Regions from separate parts of the Mus musculus genome. Here all the other regions are linked to region 2. The links are chromatin contacts, called in public Hi-C and promoter capture Hi-C maps. All regions are on one chromosome and are shown on one strand. The core of a region is the stretch at or near the end of the contact, and the rest is flanking DNA. Distances in the headings are between cores, read along the strand shown.

Region 1 (5,004 bases), core at 1,347-3,846, 140 kb after region 2:
AGCAGAAGATCTGTGTGCCCCCACCCTGCAACCTTGAAAACCACCCGCCAGGTTTAAAATGTTTGATAAATTCTAGAGCTCCTATTCTACCTTCTCCCAAATGCCCCCTACTCCAGGACTAGGAGACCCTGTACCATTCAGAGCTAAAAGTGAGATGTCTGCTGCCACTGGTAGCCCCGGAAACCTACTGAAACCTGGGATCCTGTTGAATTTGCTTAGCTTGAGCCTCACCCCATGTTCTCAGATGCAGTAGGCCCAGCTCTGACCTTGCCCCAGGAGAGGGGCAACTTACTTTGAGCTGAAACTGAGCAGTAGCTGACTTAGGATAGAGAGATGCAAGTCTTATGTACCTCTCAAAGTCTGCCCAGTGTCCATACAGACTGCTGTCTAGTTCCCTGACCCCCCCCCCCCCCCAGCTCACTGCAAGCGGACTATGCAGAGGACCCTTCACTTTCTGCACTGACACACAACCCTTTATTGTGGCTGCTTCATCTGCAGCAGTGGCCAGCAGCAGCCAAGGGTCTGTGGCTTTGTGGCATACCCTGAGAAAACTTTCCTGGGGGTCTGTGTCCCTGAGAAAGTGCAAAGGTCTCAAGGATGCCCGAGGCTTGAGGCATCCAGGTCCTCAGATCTTCTGGATAGCATCTGTGCTCCCAAAGACTGGGTCTAGGTCCGCCTCAGCCTCGTGTGTAGATTACAGCTCTTCCAGGTCTCTCCTGTTCCCCCTGAAGGCTGGTCTCAGGCACACTCACCCTAGGGTCACATCAGCCCCCATGCCACTTGGCCCTCTCAGCCCTGTGGAGCTTCAGCTGGGCTGCAGATAGCAGGGACTCATCGGCTGTCTCTTGGCTTCTCTCCCGCCATAGAAGCTGACGTTTTTCAACTCGACACTCAACACTTCAGGACTGGTGGCTCAGGGAGAAGCTCTACCCATCCCAGGAGCCCATCGTCCAGGCCTAGTCACCAAAGCGGGACTCATCCTCTTTGGGAATGATGATAGAATGGTAAGCACACTGTGAGTCACCGGCCTGGATCATAGGTTCAAAGTTACCCACGCTGCTGTCCTTGGGCTCAAAGCCTACAGGAAGACCCCAGGCTGCCCTTGAAGAGACAGAAAGAACCGAGTGTAAAGGGAGAAGCTGCCACAGGAGCACAGTTTCCCTCTCTCTGAATGGGGTGGCTGCTGAGCTCTGGTAGTTATTACTGGACTTTGCATATCGGAATAGCTGCTGAATTGAATGGAGTGTACTTAGGCACCAACCGCTATTTAAAAACCACGAACAGGCATCCCACTTCATTCTCCAGACAACCCTAGGAGTTAATTATAGATATTGTTTGCATATTTCAGAGGAGCAAATCAAAATGAAAAGACTTACCAAGTTTACCCAAGGTTTCTCAAGCTAGTCAGTGCCAGAGCTGGGCTTCGGACCCTAAATCCTGGCCCTGAGACTGCCGTGGCCCTGAGACTCCACTCTGGGAATTTTCTCACAGGTGTGGTGAGAGGCAAGTCTCCAACACTTTGCATCCTTGACTGTGTGAGTGTGGCTAAGGTGGGGAGGGTGGAGAGTTGTGCAGTCTGACAAGGTTCTCTCCTGTATTCTCATGCCGTTGTATTATGAGAGGCCAAGGCTGTCTATCAGCTGCCATTTAACAGTGGGTGGGCACTTAGGTATGTATAACGCATGTGTGCAGACTGAAGTTATCTGTCTGTTATTGAGATCCTATAAATAGCATCTGAGAGGGAAATTCTCCCACAGATGATTATTCAGGAGCACCCTAAGGGGGAAAAAAATCCCATGTGGCTATGAGGGCAGAGCAAAGCCACGAGGTAAGGAGTGGGTTTGTCTGATCCAGGTGTCTCTGAGGATCCATTGACTTTGCCTCTGCCCTGAACATGTGCTCACGGGTCAGCATCTGCTGTTCTTGTCCTTGGAATAGTGTGGAGCCCTTGGCCTCTCTGGTCACAGATGCTTTCGCATCAGGTGCAGTGAGGATGGGACTGTGCAGTAGGCTGTCGGTGGCCAGCTCCTGGCAGCAGCTGGAGGCTGGTGTTAGCATTCAGGAGGGGTAGGTTCCCCAAGGCCCTGGCTGTCTCTGCCCCTGCAACCATCCAAACAACAGAGCACAGAAGCCTTCGGGAAACATGACTCAGGCTTGTCTGCTGGGTCTAGCTGGCCTTCTGCTTGCTGACAGTTCTAGAATATCTTCAAAGGCAACTGCGTTGCTCTAGACACTGTGTTTGACCCTGGTTGTGACTCTGGAATATTCTTATATCTACCTCAGATTGCCAGATTTTGTAATGTATTTGATGAGTTACTTGAACTCTGTTTGTTCATACACAATTGTCTAATACATGTTAGAAGGTTGGACAGAGGAAAGATAAGATAAATGAGTTTGGATGAGCTGGCAGCAGGCTGGCTTGCCGTCACTGAGAAGGGTGACTCTGCCTGCACTGCACACTTAACACAAGCTCCGCAGAGCTGGAGCCAGGCTCTGCCAGGAGTGCTGTCCTCGAGGGTGCAGACCAGGACTGGACTCTCCTTGTATCCTTTCCTCTCTCCACCTGTATCTCAGGCAGCCGTTTGTCCTCCAGATGTTGCCACCGGCTTCTGGGAATGATCCCATGACTAACGCTGCATTGTTGACTCAGCTGACTTTCACTGTAGTGCTGCAAGCATTTTTTTTTTTTCTGATGAGAAGCTGTCGCTGTCCTTTTAGTAGAAATAACATCGTTATTCAACAAAAGAAAGCACTTGGCTTGTGGCACTCAGTGGTAAGGGCCTGCTTGACATGAGGGAGGCCCTAGCTCTCTCTCTCTCTCTCTCTCTCTCTCTCTCTCTCTCTCTCACACACACACACACACACACACACATGAACATATGCAGTGCACACATATACACACTCATGCACCCTGCACACACAGAGTCTAGAAAGCAAGCAGCAAGCCCAGAGTGGCAGGTGATGGACAATTAGGATCAAGGACAGACATGCATTGTACGGTTTCTTCCGTATGCCTAGGACAGTGTGTCTCAGTTCTGTCATCTCCTGTGGCTCTGAGGGTTGGAGGCTATCTTGGCTCTGAGGGTTGGAGGGAAATTGCGAATTCCCTGCTCAGCTGCCCATCCTGTTCTGGTCCTATTGAAGTTCTCCCTTTTGCAGTTGCTGGTGAAGAATATCCAGCTGGAAGATGGCAAGATGATGCCAGCCTCCCAGTTCTTCAAGGGGTCTGCTAGCAGTGCCCTGGAGCTGACCGAGGAGGAGCTGGCCACAGCAGAGGCCGTGCGGGTAAGACACACCTTCAGTGGTGCCACACAGCTGGGCAGATTGTACCCTGTACATGTGTCTAATGTGTTCACATTCCCTGGAGTTGGGGATGCACTGGCCTTAATCAGCATTGCCTCTGTCCCGAGTTGGCACTTTCTGATGTCTTTGGTCCCTTCTTCCTTTGTACCTGGGCCCCTGGGATTTGGATCAACTGAATCTGGCTTTTCTAGGGACTCACTCCAAACAGTTAACAAATGAAATTTAGCTTTGGAATAGTTAAAGGTGGGGCCTTAACCCTGTCACCTGTGATGCGTGTGTGTCTGGAACTCACACAGTAACATCCAGACGGTGACCAGCAAAGCTTCAGAGACAGGATCCCTTCTAGCTCCTTCCCTACACAGTCTGTCATTCCCACTTCACCCCCTCCCAGTAAGCACACCAGAGAGGGGAAGGGAGGCGAGAACAACCTCAGGTGGCAAGTAAGTGCAACAGAAACAGACTTCTCTAGGAGACAGACTTTAGAGAGCAACTCGTTTTTATTGGGGGGTGGGGAGGTGGGGAATAAAGGCTTGTTAAACTTTATGGGTGAGTAAGTTATATGGGGTATGTATACAGCATTACCAGGGTGCCAGGGTGCTGGGGATGCCTCGTTTGCATATGGAGGGTGCAGTGCTACTGGACATGGCCTTAACCTGGCTTAACTATGAGACTTCCTCTGCTGTCAGCAAAGGTGGGGGTGCAGGACTACATGTGCCTGGGACATGCAGGCCTGAGTCAGGGGACGGAGTAGTCCAACTTCCTACCGCTCTCAAACATGACTCGACTCCACTCCTGCTCAGGACTGGCTCTCCCCCACAATGGTCTACAGGTAGCTTCCTCCTCTGGTGATATAGCCTGAAGCTGGGTCAGCAGCCACTTCCCAGGATCTGTTCCTGGCCCCTCCCACTCTGTCTCCCTGTGGTACTGAGCCTTGCTGAGCAGATGACACTGAAGGGTTTCAGCTTAGTCATCCATCCAGACAGGGGCTCAAGGACAACTGCTCCTCTGCCTGAGAGGACTCTATCCAGATAAACCCATCTGAGAGGCCAGCCATGTAAGTTGAATCTTCACTGAGTGCACAGGTCTTAGCAGCATGCATAGTAGAGGGTGTTGGTGTGCCCATGAGGCTGCCCTGGGGCTGTAGCTTGCCCTACCCTAGGCATCAGGAGCAGACTCCACCATACAGGTAGTCTGGAGAAAACTCCCAATGCAGAATTCCACGTGGACTTTACAGCACATGAAGAATCCATGTGTGTCCCTTACTTAACAAGTACCACCCTCATACCATGTGAAAAGAGAGTGGTAAGTCCTCACAAGCTAAGGGACTTGGGGACACTTGCTGAGCTCCTCCTGATTGCCAGACAGTGGGTGGGAGTGGTGGGTGAAGCTGCTGTCCATGTAGAGCTCCTATCGGTGCAGACAGTAAGATAGCTTTGGAAGACATTCTGTACAGAACAGGGCCTGTGAGACGAGGCCTCAGAGATGGGGTCAGTGTTGGAGGGAAGCTGAGAGCTGGCTACAGAGAAAAGATCTGGATAAACCTTAGCCCAGAGGACTATGTGTGTAAGGACATTGCAGGTGCAAGAACACCACAGGTGCAGGGACAGCACAGGTGCAGGGACAGCACAGATGCGGGAACTGCACAGGTGCAGGGATAGCACAGGTGCAGGGACAGCACAGGTGCAGGGACAGCACAGGTGC
Region 2 (4,928 bases), core at 517-3,016:
AGCTGAAGGGAGCAGACAATGCAGGAATGATAACACTGTCCACCTCACAGTTTCCTAGTGTGAGCACTGACAAGCATCCATGTCACTTGACCTGGGGACCAGCCAGCTCTCCTCCTCTAGACTCAGCCTAGCAGCCACAGCAGAAAAGAAGTAGAGAGGCTTGCTTTTACAGTGGCATCTCTCCCTACCTGCTACTGTCTACTATGTGTTCTTTCAAGTTCATGCACGGAAGTCCGTATCCCCACAGTACCTCAAAATGCAGCCTTGTTTGTAAATAAAGGCCATTGCAGATGTGTTTAGGAAAGCTGAGAACATTCTAGCATACACCCAAGTTCACAGTGATAAGAAGGACGACACTGGGGCACAGACACACACTGGAGGAACTCTATGGAAGAGCAAAGGCAGAAGTGGGTGGCGCCCTTAAGGCCAAGGGCAGTCAGGATGCCAAGTGCCCAACAGAAGGCAGAGGCACCTGGGTCAGACTCTCCACAAACCTCAGAAGGCACCAGCCCTGTGCTCCTTTTTCTCATGGCAGTCAAAGCTGTGCAACAGGCTTCTACCAGCTAAGCCATGAAGCCCTAGGTGGGGTTCTGCATCACGATAGCCACAGGAAAAGCATGCACAGTGTTGCTTTAGAACTACGTCAGTATTTGAGTGAGTTTACACCAAACTGTCCCAGGGTTCCTTTTGCCCTCCAGGAGCCCCCACCCAGCTCAGTACTTACTGTCTTCAACCATTTTCACGGAGAACCTAGAGGACCGTGCCTTGAACGCCATGGCTGAGGACCAACCGGTGTGCAAAGCTTGGCCTTAGCTGAAGCAGATTCTCGCCTGGAGAGTGACACAGTACTTGAGAGGATGGTTCCCCCAAACCCACAGCCCACTTTGAACTGAGTGACTTGCATTTCCACTATGTGGACTAACACTGCCTATTCCCTGTATCCAGGTTTAATGGAATCTACTATTCCCCTCCTGGGCAAGGCTGGCCCATATCTTCCTGTTCTCGGAACACACCAGCTTTGGTCTGCCTGGAGCCTCTGGGGAGCCTCTCACCTAGGTGAGGTTGGAAGGGTGAGGGGCGGGACTTCTCCCTTTAAAACTGGGCTCAGATGTCACTCTGAGAGACCTTCCTGCACCAATGCATGTAATGACCCTTCGTTTTCTTCTTTACAAGGTCAAGTGGTTACCTCTTACAAGACTTTTATTGCATATGTCTTCCAGAATGCAATCTGCACGGAAGCAAGCCCTCTGTTCCACCTGTTAGAGCTCCCGACGCTATGCTATGCTAGGTTCCCTTCAAAATGAAGTGAGTTTTCCTGTTTGCAGAAGCTCAACTAGTGTTCCAAATCTCAACGAAGCAGGGCCGAGGGTGGAGCCCAGGATTGCTTGCAGTCTGAGCATCTCTACCTCAGCCAAAACACTACCAGAGAATCCTGCCTCCTAACACCCCAGCTTCTCTTGGCACACCACACCCTGGGGCAAGAATGCAGCAGCAAGGGAATGGACCAGTGCTTAAATGGGGCCTGTCATAGATAAAGTGGAAAAGAGCACCGAAGGACGCAAAGCCTTGCAAGGGACCCAATAGAGTATTTGATCTCGGACCAGAGCCCCACAGCCACCCCGCTGGAGCCCACCCCCAAGCCCCCTGGCCCAGCCCCGCGCGCACCAACCAGCCGCGTGCACTCAGCTTGCTCCGAAGCCTCGGTCGGCAATTCTCCAGTCTTCTGGTCCTGAACTGCGTTTGCGACGCCAAGGCAACTATTCTCACAGGAGCTGTGATGTCATAAAGCCCCGGAGGCGGGCCCGGGCACACTGGGCGGGCTGGCGGGCCGGCGGGCGCGGAGTACTGTGCAGGACTGTGGCAGCTAAAGAGCAGAAGACACGGACTCAGGGAAGGGACAACGACTAGAAGCAGAGCGATCCGGGTTGTTGCAACCCTGCAACCCGGGGACAGGGTACGTTTGCCCAGCGCACTAGCTTCTTTCACCCCCAGATTCTCCTGCCCATCCGTAAAGGATTTTGTTGCAGCTAGGGCACAGACAACAGCCTGGCTCTTCAGAGAATATTTAGGAGTCTTGGGGCCGGGGAGGACGACGGTAAAACAGTCTACAGGCTAGGAATGTGCCAAAGACAGTCTCCCTTAGCTCCTGGCGCTACTCAGGGTCGCTGGCGCCACCCAGTGGGTGGAGAGATAGAACCAAGGCAAGAAGGCCAGGGGTAGGAGTGTAGAAGGATCCTGGAATGGGTCAGGGACCCTTGAATCACCAAAGGGACAGTATCCCGCAGGGCAGTCCAGCGCTGGGCATGGGGGAGCCAGGAAGAAAGGGTGGGCCCTGCATATGTGGTTTGTTGGTTTTGTTTGTTTGTTTGTTTGTTTGTTTGTTTGTTTGTTTTTTATGCAGCTAGTGTTAAATACTCTTTGCAAGCAAGTGGCTCCCTGCCTGGTGTTGGAGGAGGGCCCTTACACTGTGGTCTAGAATTCCCAATATTCTGGCCTCAGCTTCCCAGTAGGCTGTCAAAATAGCCAGACAAACTACAAAACAAAACAAAAATAATAGGAAGAAAGAAAGGAAGAAGAAAGAAGAAGGAAGAAGGAAAGAAAAAGAGAGAAAGAGAGAAGGAAGGAAGAGAAAGAGAGAGAGAGGGAGGGAGGGAGGGAGGGAGGGAGGGAGGGAGGGAGGGAGGAAAGAAGGAAGGAAGGAAGGAAGGAAGGAAGGAAGGAAGGAAGGAAGGAAGGAAGGAAGAACAACAGTAAAACCTGCACCAGGTTTGGAGTGCTTATTTATTCAACCAGTCAAGCAAATATTTCAGAAATCATTCATCTTTCACACCACGAGGGCTTTTACGAATTTAGAAAAATAAGCCACCAAAAGAGAACAAATGAGGGTGCTACCATTCCTGGTGTTAGCACACCTGTCCTGAGTCCCCGGTGAACCCTCACAGGGTGTCCTTTAAGCCAGGTATTGTTCTCAGCGCAGATCCATTCAGTACTTACTACCATCCTGATGACTAGGTCCGGTTCTGAACCACCACCCCTCAGCATGAGGAACCAATGTGAGCCTAAGATCCTAGAAGAAAGGCACACTGTGTTCAACATTGTACAAGCCAGAGTGATCGGTGAAACCTCAAAGACTGCGGAGAGTTGGAATGCTGCAAATCTAGAGCCAAAATTATCTGAGGTAATACTAGCCCTCGAAACAGCCACTGTGATTGACAGAACATTCTTGTAACTGTTACATAACTCTTCTCGGAATGTTCACACCTCTAACTTCTACCAACACAAAGGCCGAGAATGTCCTCAGATGGCATCTGAGGCCCACAGCAGAGAGCTCCACACCCTTCCTTGTAACCCAAGTCTGTGTTCCTCGGCCATAGCCGCTCAGTGTTTGGCTAGTTACTTCCTGTGAAGCAGAGCTGGTTTTACGTCAACACCGGTGAAGGCAGTTACCCAGACACGCTCCAACTCCCACCTCTTGTGGATCTTATGCATTATTCAAAACGATGTGTCTCGTACCAGAGATCGGGGAAGCCTGGAGGCGTGCTCGGTAAAGACGATAAGCTTTCTGCTGTGCCTCTTGGTTCCTCGGAAGGTTAGAGAAGAGATCATCTAGAAGATGTGGCATGGTATGGAAATTTAAACAAATTTTTACTTACGGGGTGGGAGAGCTCAGAGGACAACTTAGGGGAGTGGATTCTCTTTCCACCCTGTGGCTTCCTGGGATCAAACTCAGGTTAGCAGGCTTGGTGACAAATGCCTTTGCCTGCTGAGATCTTTAATCTTAGTCTAACATTTGATGATGAAAGCTTATTTTAAAAATTAAGGAGATGGTGTGTAGTAAGGCCACTGTAGCTGTCCCTGCAAAAGCCCTCTATGTGGTGGCCTGGGTCCTCCTACAAATCTCTTTCCAAGCCGGGCGTGGTGGCACACGCCTTTAATCCCAGCACTCGGGAGGCAGAGGCTGGCAGATTTCTGAGTTCGAGGCCAGCCTGGACTAACAAAGTGAGTTCCAGGACAGCCAGGGCTATACAGAGAAACCCTGTCTCAAAAAAAAAAAAAAAAAAATCTCTTTCCAGCACCAAGTATGTCTAAAGTTCAAAAGTTTTCATAATAAAATGTTTTGGGAAAAACTATCAATATTCCTAAAGGGGAATTGTTCTCTTTCTCTATCCTTGAAAGGTGTATGGGTCTGGGAACAGAAGGCAGACAAGAGGAATTGCGCCGTGGGGATTCTCAGATCCTAACACATGCACACACACACACACTCACATATATACACACAAACACATACACACATATACCACCCCTGCAGGGCCAGCACATGAGGCACAGGATGAGGGAATCTGGAGACAGCCCAAAGCTATCCACAGCATATACTGTCAGGGCCACCACTGACCTTCAGGGTCCTCTCTGGCTGTGTCATCTGAATGCCAGAACCTTCTCCCTTCCCCCAAAGTCTCTGGCTTCCAGGGTGGGAGGTTGAGCTTGAGGAAGGAGAACACAGGACACTTCCATCTGAGAAAGGTATCACAGATCTACCAAGAGGGCAGACACCTCCAATGGGCATCATCGATATGGTCAGGAGCCCACTGCCCATTGCATGGAAGCAAGATAGCTCAAAGGTCAGAGGAGGAGAGTAAGGCCTCCATTCATCAGGGCTCTGCAACGTGGGATAAGTTTTAGCTCAATTTTCTCATCTCTAAAATGGGACTATAATAAAGGGTGTGTAGTTAACAAAGAGATGGCATTTAACAGGACCTCAAGTAAAGTTTATCTGCCAATATATGATGCCATAGCCTGAGGGCTGTATCTGCTGATGAGGTTCCTATGTAAGCCTGTTGTGTAGACTGACCTGCAAGGCATCTCAGCTTAGCTGCAGTTATTTCAGTGAGGAAACTAGGAAGACATGAAATCTTTTTTGTCTAAGACTG
Region 3 (5,069 bases), core at 946-3,445, 160 kb after region 2:
GTTCTGGGAATCAAACCTGGGTCGGCTAGTGCGCTTAACCACTAATCATGTCTCTAGCCTCTGTCATCATTTCTTGACAGTACTCCATGACATTCTACAACTTCAAGCCCTTTGAATGATTTTTTTAAAGATTTAGTTTATTATTTTATATTATGTGTGGAAGGGTGTATGCACATAAGTGAAAGTGCCCAAGGAGGTTAGCAGCTTTATATTCCCCTGAAGCTGAAGGCACAGGCCATTGTGAGACACCCAGGTGGATGCTGGGAATCAAAACCAGGTCCTTGGAGAAAGCAACCAGTGCTCTCCACTGCCGAGTCATGTCTCCAGCCTGTGAAGGGATAATTGTTAATACTAGCATTTGAAGTTTGAAGGGCTTCTCCCTCATCCTGCTCTTGGGTATCTTATGACCCTCAGGTTATCTTATTGTCTCCTGGAGCCTCTGCTCCTTCTAAGTTGCTCACCCTCAAACCTCTGTTCTTGAGTGCCCTTAAGGCTGTGTTTCTTGCTGGTTCCTTTCTAGAGTGTTGATGGTCTCTGTTCTTATGGACAGCTTTCCTGCTGGTAAAAGTCTCTCCTGTGAGGAAGCAGAGCAGGTAGATGATATTCTGGAGTGCTCCTTTACAAAGGGCCTGGTGAAGAAGAGATTCCCAACCCCGAAGCCATATTTGCCAAGTGGACAGCCCTGCTAGTAAAATGCTGTGTGTCAGAGAGGAGTATGAGGGAGTCGTTTCTCTCCTTGTACCACATGAGTTCCAGGAGTTTCCCTCAGGTGTTGAGGCTTGCCAGCAGGCACTTTATCCATTGAGCTATTTCACTGGCTCTATTGTGTTGTGTTTGTCTTATTCTTAAGTATGAGACAATTGCAATCTCCACTTCTCTTTGAACCTATACACACAGAGCAACTTCAGAACTTGCCAAGTGTGTTTTTAAAGACTGTTGTTCACGAAGTTTCTCATTGCCTATGTTACCATCAAAGTACACAGCATGTATCTGTGACAGGGTGGTGGTGGCAAAGTCACAGACCTGAGGGAATTTCCCTGATGGCACATGCTGCTGAAGTGGGTGAAGGGTGGCACAAACTGTAGTCTCAGTACTTGGTAGGCTGAGCCAGGAGGCTTACTGTAGCTGGATTGTGTCTACTTTGTGGGTTCTTCTTTCTTCCACCCTTTTCTACCCTTTTCCACCCTTTCCACCCCTAACACTAGATAGGAGTGAAAAATGGATAGAAAGGAAAGGGGACAGCAGTATCCTTACACCACTTCCTGCTGATGAGGGGTGTCAGGTTCCTTGGAACGAGTTTGCTCTTTGCTGTCAGGATACCTAATTTCTTCCTTTTCTTGCTTCCTTTGTGAGCATGACGACTAAACAAACCGTGACCAACAACAGCAAAAAACCAACAACCCTGCCTCTTGAGGCCCTAGCATTTACATACCCTCTCAAAAGTCCTCAGAATTCTAAATGTCACACAATCGCAGAAACTATCTGCAGCTGGCAAAATCACACTCCTGCTAGAGAACGAGGCAAATCATAGTCAGCTGCTGTGGGCATCTGATGCAGCTGGCAAAATCACACTCCTGCTAGAGAACGAGGCAAATCATAGTCAGCTGCTGTGGGCATCTGATGCAGACCTTATCCCACACCTGGGATTAAAACAAAAACATATTTCCATGATATTTCTGTGTTTTTCAAAGAAGCCAAAACTCCAAAACTGTCACTACAGTTGACTTCGAGTTTGAGACCCTGGGCTACACAGAAAGACCTTGCCAGGAGTGCTGTTATTGTTTTTCATGCTGGCTTGCTTGCTTTATAGCTGGAGAAGCCTCTCTGCAGATCTTTTCCTGGTTTTAGATAACTCATTTGTTTTCTTAAATGTAGTGGTTTTTTTTTTAAATATTTTTGCATATTTTGGATATGAGTCCCTTGTCACATACATCTTTGCAAAAACTTTCTCCACAAAGCAGTGATTTAACAGTAGTGTCAAAATGGAATTAACTTTGAGGCCATCAGCTCCCAGGTTCTCCTCAACTAAGCTAGCTGTATGGAGTATCCAGTTTACCCTGGGATTGGATGCAGGGACCAGGGCTGGGAAAGATTAAAAGCACCACTTCAAAGGCATTGGATTTGAGAGGCCCGAAACCATCCAAGCACACAAGACTGAGTAAGCTGAGGACGAGAGATGGTTCTAATTCCAGAGAGTTTGGCTGGAGATGCATATTTAGGAGATGACGTATCTAAGGGTGGCCTTTGGAGATCTGGCCGTGATCAGCTGAGGAAGCCCTGTAAACTGAGAAGTGTGAGCCTAGGGCTAGCTAGCCCCGGGTGTTTGAAGGTTGCATAAAAGACAGAGAAGGGAAGGAATGATCAGGGAAAAGAACAAACCATGATTGCAGAAACCAAATCAAGAAAGAATTGGGGAGCGAGGGGGTTGGAGAGGGGTTTCTGTTGATCCTGAGAAAAAGCAGCAACCCTCCCTATGGGCTCACTGAATCAGGGATCAGAGAAACACCAAGGACTTGGCCACAGACTAGGCTGAGGGATACGAAGGAGAGAGGTGTTCTATGGGGCAGGCTGAAGCTCAGTAGTACAAATAGACATGGCAAGACTATCAGCACCCCAAGGGCGGGACTTTTGAATCCATGGTGTTCTCCGTGGACCACAGTCAGTGTTGACCCTGAAATTTGAAAGTCACTGAGTTTAGGCCACTCACCCTTGATTTCCACACTTGATGCAGAGTGAGGTTTCTGGTACCGCCATGATGAAGTGTTGAGCCTGGGGCTTCCTCATCAGACAGCTTTGGTGACAGCCCTGGGGGCCAAAAGCCCAGGAGCAGAGTTGTCAGAGTTGCATCCCCTGATGCCTCACTCCCTGCTGTGAAGATGACATTGTATCTGTACCCTCACATAGCCATCTCCCTGTATAGATCTGTATCCTGATTCTCTTTTTTTATTAGGACACCAGTCACATAGGGTAGAGTCCATTCTATGACTCCATTAGAGACCCTGCCTCCTGGTGCACTCACATTCTTAGGCAATGGGGTTAGTACTTCAGGGTTTTAATTTGGAGGAACATATTTCAGCCCATAATAGGGCAAATCCCATGAGTCCTAACATGGCATACCATGTAAAAAGCATGGTGTAGCATCCTCTGGTGGACATGGGAGGGACAGGTGGCTGCCTTTCCCAGACCCCAGAGGTCTCCTTGACTTTCTCACCTATCCTAACCACAGGCTCGCTGGTTGGCCAGAGACTCTCAGACCACCCTGATGTGAGGAAAATAGGGTTCACAGGCTCCACGGAGGTGGGAAAACACATCATGAAAAGGTAGGTGGATCACATGAGCCATGGTATCTGGGTATAGAGATGGTGACCCCACAAGCTGGGTGCTGCTTCTTAGGTTTTGGTGGATATAGCCAACCCCAGCATGTTAATACAGGTTGAGAGTTTTCTATAAGCCCTTGAGAGGCTCAGTGGAGGCCACACAGGCCAGCAGGGTTCTGGTACCATGTTACTTCCTAACCCCAGCAGTGTAGAAGTCAGCGGATCTGACTTGAGATTGTCATAAATATGAACTAGACACTGATTTTAAAAACTCAACACACACTAATATGTACTCATCCATAGCTTTTATATTGATTACAAACCGACCCAGTGAAGTTATAGATACAATAGATTAAATGGAATCTATTACAGTTGGTTTTCTGTATCCATGGCAGATTCAAACAGCTGCAGATTAGAAATATTTGGAAAGTCAATTTTGCCTGGGCTGAACATGTCCAACCTTACATTTACCTAGCCAGTACACGTATTCATACCATGCTCCCATAGTGTTAGGCATCATGAACAGAGAGCTGTGGGTACCAGAAGATGAATACAGCTTTAGTGCATATTGTCCATAAGGAGCCTCAGCACCTGCGGGCTTTGGTACATACATGGCTGCTCTGAGTCACCTGTGGGCAGTGCTGGGGCAGGGGAGCCCATACCCTTGGTGGTCTAGAACAAGAAGACCTGTTCTCTCAAGCCATGTTTGGTACTTACTTTAAGTGGCATGGCTGAAGTATGACTCTTGCCCATGGACACATGTCTGTAATTTCTAACATCTTTCTGCTTGGTCACTAAAACCCTGAGACATCCCTGACCAACACAGCTCTCTGACCACAGCTACTCCAGCTGAGGGGTCATTCTCTTTAGGTCATACTCAATCCACATTCCTGGAGCACCAGCTGCGTGCTAGGCACTGGGATGTCATAAGAACCAGACTAGTGCATGCTACTGTAGGGAGGCATGTCTTCTCACAGATGGAGTCATTCATAAACAGAATGTGGAGCCCAGCATCTGACAGATACACAGGGAGGTGAGGGTTTTATATAGGAGGGTCAGAAAAGGACCCTATGAAGGGGACAGAGTGGAGGGGAGAATGACATCTGTGAATATGAAAGGCTGCACCTGGGCCAGGTGTTAGGGGAATAGGAGCTGGCCCAGTGGTAAGAGGTGGAGTGGATTGTAGGCACAGGGGTGGTGTCTGGTGGCTCTTTGGAATCTAACACACCCTGGACTTGCCTTGTACTCTGCCTGCAAGCCCCTGTGATCTGGGCCATCTGACATTAGCTCTGCCCCTCTGTTCCTTCCAGCTGTGCCCTGAGTAATGTGAAGAAGGTCTCCCTGGAGCTGGGTGGAAAGTCACCCCTTATCATCTTTGCTGACTGTGACCTCAACAAAGCTGTGCAGATGGTGAGGCTGGGCCTGGGGTAGAGAAAGATGGGAACATATGGGAGAAAGAAGTGGGAGGTGTTGGGGCAGAGGCAGAGAGATGGGAGCACAGCATCTCTCAGCATCTATGGTTAGCCTAAGCTGTACAACCACCCATGATGTCACCACAAGTATAAGTGGCATAGTGAGGAGCATCCTTGGGGCAAGGATGTTCCCACAGTGTGTTCCCAGCATGTCCTAACTGTCATACCGTTGAGCTAGATGCATGGATTGGGAACATGAGCAGGCTGCCTCTCGTGGCATTGGTGGAAAGCAAAGTATCCCTGGATCTCTTGGACATGACCCTGCTGACAGCCACCAGTC

What was found. Promoter capture Hi-C pulls out the DNA fragments that hold promoters and counts their contacts. Hi-C and Micro-C count contacts between places; a contact is called where the count stands out from the background.
Region 1: a promoter capture Hi-C map of trophoblast stem cells shows a contact between it and region 2, with 2.2 times the contacts expected there. The contact joins the enhancer-like site here to the promoter of Cfap100 in region 2. A contact is called at or near these places in 16 of 39 promoter capture datasets (the 3T3-L1 cell line, 3T3-L1-derived adipocytes, the SN4741 cell line and 10 more), 2 of 15 datasets of contacts at CTCF or cohesin (embryonic stem cells and pro-B cells), 46 of 484 Hi-C or Micro-C datasets (the 63-12 cell line, the AtT-20 cell line, the Ba/F3 cell line and 30 more), 14 of 115 datasets of contacts at active chromatin or transcription factors (embryonic hindbrain, embryonic midbrain, embryonic stem cells and 6 more) and 4 of 9 other capture datasets (adipose tissue, embryonic tail, liver and 1 more).
Region 3: a contact with region 2 is called in a Hi-C map of embryonic fibroblasts, with 4 times the contacts expected there. The contact joins the enhancer-like site here to the promoter of Cfap100 in region 2. A contact is called at or near these places in 7 of 39 promoter capture datasets (the 3T3-L1 cell line, 3T3-L1-derived adipocytes, cranial neural crest and 4 more), 2 of 15 datasets of contacts at CTCF or cohesin (embryonic stem cells and pro-B cells), 52 of 484 Hi-C or Micro-C datasets (the 63-12 cell line, the AtT-20 cell line, the Ba/F3 cell line and 30 more), 8 of 115 datasets of contacts at active chromatin or transcription factors (embryonic stem cells, neural progenitor cells, neural stem cells and 2 more) and 5 of 9 other capture datasets (adipose tissue, embryonic stem cells, embryonic tail and 2 more).

The regions. Positions count from the first base shown.
Region 1 is chr6:90,563,480-90,568,483 of GRCm38.p6, forward strand. Aldh1l1 (aldehyde dehydrogenase 1 family, member L1) reads left to right here. Exons shown (of 23, transcript NM_027406.2): 7 at 867-1,004; 8 at 3,160-3,285. Among named protein-coding and RNA genes, the nearest start is that of Aldh1l1, 15 kb to the left of the region's middle. Within about 2 kb of position 2,597, at least 24 of the 459 cell types and tissues checked have an H3K27ac peak or open chromatin away from gene starts, as enhancers often do. A contact at or near this core is called in the AtT-20 cell line, granulosa cells, muscle stem cells and 6 more, where this site is marked.
Region 2 is chr6:90,426,714-90,431,641 of GRCm38.p6, forward strand. It overlaps Cfap100 (cilia and flagella associated protein 100), which reads right to left and starts at 1,767. Exons shown (of 17, transcript NM_173775.3): 1 at 1,666-1,767; 2 at 725-830. The coding sequence starts at 776.
Region 3 is chr6:90,586,111-90,591,179 of GRCm38.p6, forward strand. It overlaps Aldh1l1 (aldehyde dehydrogenase 1 family, member L1), which reads left to right. Exons shown (of 23, transcript NM_027406.2): 17 at 3,227-3,320; 18 at 4,628-4,727. Among named protein-coding and RNA genes, the nearest start is that of Gm15756, 11 kb to the right of the region's middle. Within about 2 kb of position 2,196, at least 26 of the 459 cell types and tissues checked have an H3K27ac peak or open chromatin away from gene starts, as enhancers often do. A contact at or near this core is called in adipose-derived mesenchymal stem cells, embryonic fibroblasts and myocytes, where this site is marked.